Regions from separate parts of the Mus musculus genome. Here regions 2 and 3 are each linked to region 1. The links are chromatin contacts, called in public ChIA-PET and promoter capture Hi-C maps. All regions are on one chromosome and are shown on one strand. Each heading gives the region's core, a stretch centred on a gene start, on an enhancer-like site or on the middle of the called end of the contact. The rest is flanking DNA. Distances are from core to core; before and after follow the strand shown. Region 1 holds the start of Exd2 (exonuclease 3'-5' domain containing 2). Region 2 holds the start of Zfp36l1 (zinc finger protein 36, C3H type-like 1). Region 3 has its middle 11 kb from the start of Gm51986.

The links. Promoter capture Hi-C pulls out the DNA fragments that hold promoters and counts their contacts. ChIA-PET counts read pairs in DNA pulled down with a chosen protein or histone mark.
Region 2: a contact with region 1 is called in an RNA polymerase II ChIA-PET map of memory CD8 T cells, with 89 read pairs. The contact joins the promoter of Zfp36l1 here to the promoter of Exd2 in region 1. A contact is called at or near these places in 2 of 115 datasets of contacts at active chromatin or transcription factors (memory CD8 T cells and pancreatic cancer cells) and 2 of 9 other capture datasets (adipose tissue and liver).
Region 3: a contact with region 1 is called in a promoter capture Hi-C map of hippocampal neurons, with 4 times the contacts expected there. The contact joins the enhancer-like site here to the promoter of Exd2 in region 1. A contact is called at or near these places in 3 of 39 promoter capture datasets (embryonic stem cells and hippocampal neurons), 2 of 115 datasets of contacts at active chromatin or transcription factors (both in embryonic stem cells) and 2 of 9 other capture datasets (liver and pancreatic islet).

What each region holds. Positions count from the first base shown.
Region 1 is chr12:80,461,829-80,464,364 of GRCm38.p6, forward strand. It overlaps Exd2 (exonuclease 3'-5' domain containing 2), which reads left to right and starts at 1,267. Exons shown (of 9, transcript NM_133798.3): 1 at 1,267-1,452.
Region 2 is chr12:80,111,736-80,114,271 of GRCm38.p6, forward strand. It overlaps Zfp36l1 (zinc finger protein 36, C3H type-like 1), which reads right to left and starts at 1,278. Exons shown (of 2, transcript NM_007564.5): 1 at 1,084-1,278. The coding sequence starts at 1,140. Gm52006 reads right to left here. Exons shown (of 3, transcript XM_030247048.1): 3 at 1,845-2,536.
Region 3 is chr12:80,728,740-80,731,275 of GRCm38.p6, forward strand. No RefSeq gene overlaps it. Among named protein-coding and RNA genes, the nearest start is that of Gm51986, 11 kb to the left of the region's middle. Within about 2 kb of position 1,267, at least 19 of the 459 cell types and tissues checked have an H3K27ac peak or open chromatin away from gene starts, as enhancers often do. A contact at or near this core is called in hippocampal neurons and liver, where this site is marked.

The DNA.
Region 1 (2,536 bases), core at 17-2,516:
TGTGTGCTCAAGTGCTACTGTGGATGTTTCCAACCAGCCTCTAAGCTTCTTGAGTGGACAGAAAAAGATGAAAATTTATAAACAAAACAAAACTCCTTCCTTTTTGAGATAGCGTTTCGTGTAACCCAGGCTTACCTCAAATTTATCATTGTAGCCTGAGGTCTAGATCCCCACCACTGCATAAACGGGGTGTGGTGGCCCAAGCCTGCCTGTAATCCTAACACTTGGGAGATGGAAGCTGGAAGATCAGGAATCTAAGGTCACCTTTGCTCACATTTTGAGAGTTGAGAGCCAGATTGTGCTACACAACACCCTGCTTTAACCCCCTTAAAAAAAAAATCAATCCTGAATGAATGGTTTCATATATAGACAATATTGTGGTTGTTATGAGGATATAGGGACCAGGAGAGATGACAACAGTAAAGAGCACTGGTTGCTCTTCTGGAGGACCCAGGTTCAATTAACAGCCCCCACACAATAGCTCAACACTTTCTATAATTTTTTTTCCTTTTCTTTTCTTTCTTTCTTTTTTTTTTTTTTGGTTTTTTGAGACAGGGTTTCTCTGTGTAGCTCTGGCTGTTCTGGAACTCACTCTGTAGACCAGGCTGGCCTCGAACTCAGAAATCCACGCCGGCTCTATAAATCTTTTCCAGGGGCTCAACGCCCTCTTCTGGCATCTTCAGACATGTACGAGAGGGGAGAGGGAGAGAGGGAGAGGGAGGGAGAGAGAGGGAGATGGGGAGAGGGGAGAGAGAGAGAGAGAGAGAGAGAGAGAGAGAGAGAGAGAGAGAGAGGGAGAGAGAGAGAGAGAGAGAGAGAGAGAGAGAGAGAGAGAGAGAGAGAGAGAGAGAGAGAGAGAGAGAGAGATTAATGGCTATAATATATAACGCGAATGAAGAGCACATTCTGTAAACAGTTTCCTTATTTTCCCGCTCGAATATAAGAAAATTAATGGGGGTGGGTGGGTATGGGGGACTTTTGGTATAGCATTGGAAATGTAAATGAGCTAAATACCTAATAAAAAAATGGAAAAAAAATAAGAAAATTAATGTAGTGGAGAAACGCTACCCTGGGTAAAAGAGAAAAAATGTCCTGTGTTGCATTTGTGAGCGAAAGTTCAATAGGCTTCTTCCTTCAAAGCCAAAACCAAAAGACGAAGCGGCATCTCAGAAAACACCACTTTTCTGAAGACATTAAGTCTTCGCAATTATAACCCTCCTTCCCCATCCTTTAACCGAGAACCTGGGGAGGAAATGCTGCCCTAGCGGCTTCCGTACAAAATGGCGCGGCCCATAGGCACACACCACGGGGGTTGTATCCTCCTGGCCAGCCACTGGGCCGGAAGTGGCTACGGCTTTTATGCATCCGGGTGGGTGCGCCCAGACCGCCGCGGGGGTTCCAGCTTGTCAGCGTGGGGTGCCGCAGGTGTTCGGTCGAGGCTGGAGGCCGCAGGTAAGGGAAGCTCGGGTTGGCAAAGTCCTCTCTGGGGTTGTGTGGCAGGCAGAGGGGTTTCCAGCGCGGCTCGAGAGGGTGGTGATGCTGAAGGGACCACTTTGCGCGTGGGCGACTGTTGGGCTGCAGAGGTGCCCAGGCGTTGTTGGCACTGCCCCTCTCCCCGCCCTGAGGCGCGGCCTCTTGGCCCCTCACTCTCGGTGTGGGCGGTTGAGCCCTCAGGTTCGGGGAGGACTCGTCCCGCCATTGGTCCCCAAGCCTTCCCGGGCCGCCCCTTTCCATCCGCCCGTCTCCTCGTCAGGAGCATCCACCAACCCTTCAAGGCTTTCTGACCTCGTCAGTTAAAAAGCAGCCCCCGCCGGGGTTCCTCCGGGCTTCGGGGGACCCGCCCCACCCGGGACCTGCGGGGCCACATCGCTCGCCGCCCGTCGATTTGCTGGGCACCACCTCTGGCTTTGGCTTTTCACCTTTGGCTTTGGCTTTTTTTTTTTGGCGGGGCAGATCAAACTAGAACTTTAAATCTTATTTATTAAAAATGGACAGCTGTTCACCAAAATTCAGACAACTCAAGTATTTATAAGCTTTGGTACACGATTGGACGCAAATTCCCTTATGTAACCATTCCTTAGAAACACAGAACTGTTTTGTTTTTAGTAACTTTTTTTTCTTTTTTTCTTTTTTTTTTTTTCTTTTTTAAAGAACTGGAGTAGTGGGGAGGGGGAGGGTCTCTCGCTATGTAGCCCTTTCTGGCCTGGAACTCAGGGATCTGTTGGCCTCTGCCAAGTGCTGGGATTAAGTCAAGATTTATTTTTGTTTATGTGTGTGCGTTATTTGGAGCCGGAGTTGCAGCCGCCTGTGAGCTGCCTGGTGGGAGGGAGTGTGCTAGGAGCTGAATTTGCGTCCTCTGGAAAAGTAGCTGGTGCTGTTGAATTATTTTGTTGAAAATACATCTTTTTCTCTTCACATAATATATTCCGACTGTGGTATCCACTTCCTCCACCCCTTCCAGTTCCTCCCCACCTCCCTTCCCATCCGAATCCACTCCCTTTCTGTCTCAATTAGAAAACAAACAGGCTTCTAAGGG
Region 2 (2,536 bases), core at 28-2,527, 350 kb before region 1:
ACTTGGAAAAACGCAGGGAGGGAAAGAAGCCGAAAATGCAAAGTTTTTGATGTTGCTCTTCAACTCCAGCACGGCCCTGCACCCCAACCCTGCAGCCCCGGGGCCTTGGCAGCTGCACCGACAGGAGCAGCGAGCTAGGAAGAGAGCAACATGACCCGACGTGTTTAAGGGAAGGCAAAAACAGTTCAGCAATTAAAAGTAGCCTAGCAGCTTCATCCTTTCAAATTGGGGGGTTGGGGGAAGTAGAGCGGGCAAAAAATTAACAACATTCACGGAGTTATTTCAATCGCACTCCTGGAACATTACGGTTTTAAAAGTTTTTTTCTGTTTTGTTTTTCAAAAACCTGACTGGCAAACTGCCCCATTTTGGCCCTCTTAAATCCTAACTGGCGGGAACTTGAGGTCTGGCAGCATTTTGTTCCCCTATTCCTTAGTCAACGAACCGTAGTGCCTCACAACCCAGGTAAGCAAACAGTTTCAGCCCCAAGTTTGCAGCACGATCGACCAGCTCCCGCAGCGGGAACCTAGCCCAGCTGGGGCGGACAAACTCCACTACAAAGTCGCTTTGCCTACATCTTTTTGAACCTTAAGTCGGCCTCTTTCTTCGTCGCATTATCTCTTAGCTCCCCAAAACAGACAGGAAAATTCTCCCAGTCAGATACCGCCCTGAGACCTCGCTTTTCCTAGAGACCCCTAGCAAAAGGTGTTGGGTAACCTCGAACATCTCCAGCGGGTACAGGAAACCCAAGGCGCACACTGCGAAGCCGAGCCCACCCGCTTAGCCCAGCTCCGGAGGTGCACCATGCAGAAAAGAATCCTTCAAAATTCGTCCCAAACCTAACCACTCTTCCGCACCTCCTTGCCCCGCAAACTGGAGCAGTCGCCCAGAACTTTGCTCCCCGGATTCACAGAACCCCACCTGGGACCTGAAACTTAAGTGCGAGGAGGACATAAACAAATTCCTTCACCATGGAGGGAAACGCAAGCAGTGAAACTCCTTCACGTCCCCGAGACCCAAACTTTTTAGAGTTTCTTGGAGCACAAGAGAAACTTTCAAAAAGCCAACGCTCCGCCCTGCTTTACCTTGCATAAAACTTCGCTCAAGTCAAAAATGGTGGCGGACACGAGGGTGGTGGTCATCGTGGGCGTTCGCACGGGGCAAGGACTAGGATCTGGTGTGTCGTGAAGGTCCCGGTGCGGGGAAGGCGCAGCCTCCGGCTCTCCGGTCAGGAGTCCCACACGCCTGCTCCCGGCGCCCCTCGCCTTTCTGACTCTCCCGGGCTGCGGCGCGCAAAGCCCAATTTATAAGATTTGGTGGGTTGGGGGGGGTGGAAGGAGGAGCTTTAAACGTATTTAAATGAAGAAGAGGAGGCGGAAAAAAAGTTGATTGACACTGAGGTTGAATCAGCCATGCGGTCAAGAGGGAGGGAGGGGTAAAGGGGGAGGAAAGAAACTTTCAAAAGGAAGAAGGGGGAGGGAGACGAGGAAAGAAGGCGGAAAAAAAAAAAAAAAAAAAGCACTCGGAGCGGCGCAAAACTTTTTTTTCTTAAAGAGGAAAAGTTTCGAGTCCGCGGGCTCCGGGGGCGCCCCTCCCCTGGGCCGAGCCCGGCAGAGGGGGAGGGGCGCCCACCCTTTGTCAACCTCGCTGCTCGGCTCTGTGACATCACTCATTCCACCCCCTTCGGAGTTCGAGTTGTTGTGTTTGTTGGTTTTTTTTTTTAAGAGTTGGAAGGCGGGCTCGACTCTCCTCTCTCTCTCTCTCTCTCTCTCTCTCTCTCTCTCTCTCTCTCTCTCTCCCCCCCCTCCTCCCTCCCTCTCCCCCCTGTCTTTTTTTTTTTTTTTTTTCTTCCTAGCAGGCGCTGGAGCTGGTCTTGAGCGGGCCAGGGCTGCGGTTTCCATCTTGAGCTAGTGTCCCTTGAAACTTCTCCAAGTGCCCGCACGACTTACCTTCCCCTGACTTCCCTGTCCACACCCGGCTGCCCATCGCAAAATGAGCTGGGCGAGGAGTTTAGGAATGCGGAGCACCCCAAATGTTCGAGTCAAGAGTTTTATGTTTGTTGTTTCCCATCAGTGAGCAAAAGAAGTAGGGATGACCAGAGAAAACTTTTTCTCCAGGAGAGCCTAGGCTGGAGGGGGCGAGAGCAGTAAGATTTTGCGCGCAGCGCGGGGTCCACGCGTGCTGGGCCGGCAGCCTGCGTTTTCCCGGTATGGTGGGGGCACCACTGCCTGGGCAGAATTCTTTCAGACCTAGATGGGGCGCTTTGTTCACATAACCGATCTTTAAACTTGCTACAGCAGAAAAGTCCAGACTTTCAAGGGCACCCCCTGAAAATAAAAGAGCAACAAGTCACTTTCCACGCGCGCTTTGAATTCGGGCTGCCTCCTCCACACATCCCCGAATGTTAAAAACAAGGGGGGAAAAAGTTACTTTGGTAAGAAGGAAGGTAGAGGTGGGGGAAGCGACACTTCTTGCTGCTCTCCCGCCCCCACGCGAACGGAACATATGGCTTGTCACTATGCCCGGTTTGGGGGTACC
Region 3 (2,536 bases), core at 17-2,516, 270 kb after region 1:
GCCAAGCAGCAGTTGAGCTGACAAGACCTCAGGAGGACCTTGCCTCTCTCCCTACTTCTGTGGAGAGGTGGCCCTGATAGAGAAGGCAAAGCCTCTGCTGGTCACTTGCTGGCCATGTGGCATTGGAGAGCCACTCTTTATAATGATTTCTGTATCTATGTATGTTTATAATTGCAGGAGAGAAGTCTCTTTACTCTCATAAGGTCACGTAGATGACTATGGAGACTCCCATAATCCAGGATTTTTCTGCTCTGTAGCCTGTGACTGCCACTAGAGGTCAGGAGAGCCAGGCCCTCTAGGAGGATGCTCTGGTTAGTTGAACTAAGTGCCACACTGTCCTCTAACTTATCTGAAAAGTTTGAGCCAGGTGTGGTGGCACACGCCTTTAGTCTTAGCACTGGGCAGGCAGAAGCAGGTGGATCTCTGTGAGTTTGAGGCCAGCCTGGTCTACAGAGTGAGTTTCAGAACAGCTAGGGCTACACAGTGAAACACTGTTTCAAATCAATTATTTAGTTAATTAATTTTGGCCTTGAGATGAGAACAGGAAAGACAAGGAAAAAATAATCAATGGAAATGCCCATTGCTGCCTTCACCCCATGTCTGAGGCTGTGTGCCTATCTTTATTCAGTCAGCATTTATTGTGATTCTCTGGCGTGGAGTTGCACACCTCCATTGTCTTTTATTGGGCTTTTTATTGAGGTAAAATATGCGATCAAAATTTATCACTTGAGCCGGGCAATGGTCATTCATGCATGCCTTTAATCCCAGCACTCAGGAGGCAGAGGCAGGCTGATTTCTGAGTTCGAAGCCAGCCTGGCCTACAGAGTGAGTTCCAGGACAACCAGGGCTACACAGAGAAACCCTGTCTTATTTGAACCCCTTTTCTTTATTTTTGCTTTCTTCTTTTTCTTTTCTTTTTTTCTCTTGTCTTGTCTTGTCTTGTCTTGTCTTGTCTTGTCTTTTTGGTCTTTCAAGACAGGGTTTCTCTGTGTAGCCCTGGTTGTCCTTGAACTTGCCCTGTAGTAGATCAGGCTGGTCTCAAACTCAGAGATCTGCCCTCCTCTGTCTCTTGGGCATTTGAACCATTTCTACACATGTGACTTAGTGATGTTAAATATATTTACATTGTTGCGCAATCCGTTTCCAGAATGCTTCATTTGGCAAACCTCAGAACCCGTTAAGAGATGATCCCTGGCCCCACTCCCTGTGCTGGCAAACTCCATTCTACTTCCTGTGTCTACGGCAACTTTAGACACAGACCCAGGAAGTGGAACAAGGCAGTATTTGTCATTCTCTTTACATGTTTGTTTATTTATTGAGTGCTGTACAGCACACATGTGGAGGTCAGAGGTTAACTTGTTGGAACCAGTTCTGTCCTCCACCATGTGGGTTTCTGGGATTAAACACAAATCTTTGTCGATCTCTGTGTTTGCTCCCACTGATGAGCTGTCTTGTGAGCCAATTTTTGTTTGTTTGTCTTGTTAAAGATTTATTTTATTTTGTGTGTGCGGCTGCTTTGCCTGCACGTATGTGCGTACAGTATGCGCATGCGTGGTGTCTGAAAGGTGCCAGGAGAAGGCATTGGATCTCCTGGAACTTGAGTTACAGATGGTTGAGAGCTACCATGTGGGCATTGGGAACTAAGCCAGGGTCTTTTGCAAGAGCACCCAATGTTCTTAACCAGATTTTTTTCCCCACTAGCTTACTTCATTAGCATAGATAGCATCCTCGAGGTTCAACGGTGTGTCAGGATTTCTTTCCTTAAATAATATCCTATCACTTTAAAAAAATAAAAGCGAATTGAAATATTATTCTGACGAGTTGTTGGCCAATGGAGGGGGCCCTGTCTGTCTCACAGGTCAAAGGTTCGCTGCCCAGTTCCTACCCTTCTTTTCTTTAGGATTTCCTTCACTCTGGCTTCCTGCAGTTTAGGTAGGGATGCTTGGATGTCCACTACCGTCTTCTTCCCAGCAGATGGCAACATGCTGCAGATTCTGGTGGGAAAGTGAGCTGGGGCTCCGGCAGCAGGGGGAGGGCGGGCTTTGTGACTGCACAGCGCTGCGTGATTGGCCTGGGCTGATCTGTAGGTCATTCCTTCCTTTAGGATAGAAAACAAAGGCTCTGCTTTGACCGTCGTATACCTAGCACATTATAAACCGGACCCTTTCACACTGGTTTCTAGTTTGTGGTCTCACAACATCCCTTTCCTGGGTTTATATAATAAGGTCCATAGTGGCTAAGAACTTGCCCGAGATCACATGACTTGGAAATGGAAGTTCAGGCCCTTGCGCTCAAGGCCAGTGTTCTTTGTAGCACATCCTGGAAAATATAACATGTATTGGAACATCATTATGACACGCGTGACTGTGGATGCTCTTTTCAACTCACCCCCAGTTCTGGTCTAGATTGGAGCTTCCCATCCCTGGAGATGCTTCTCAGGAAACAAACAGTGGCGCATGCCTTTAATCCCAGCACTTGGGAGGCAGAGGCAGGTGGATTTCTGAGTTCAAGGCCAGCCTGGCCTACAAAATGAGTT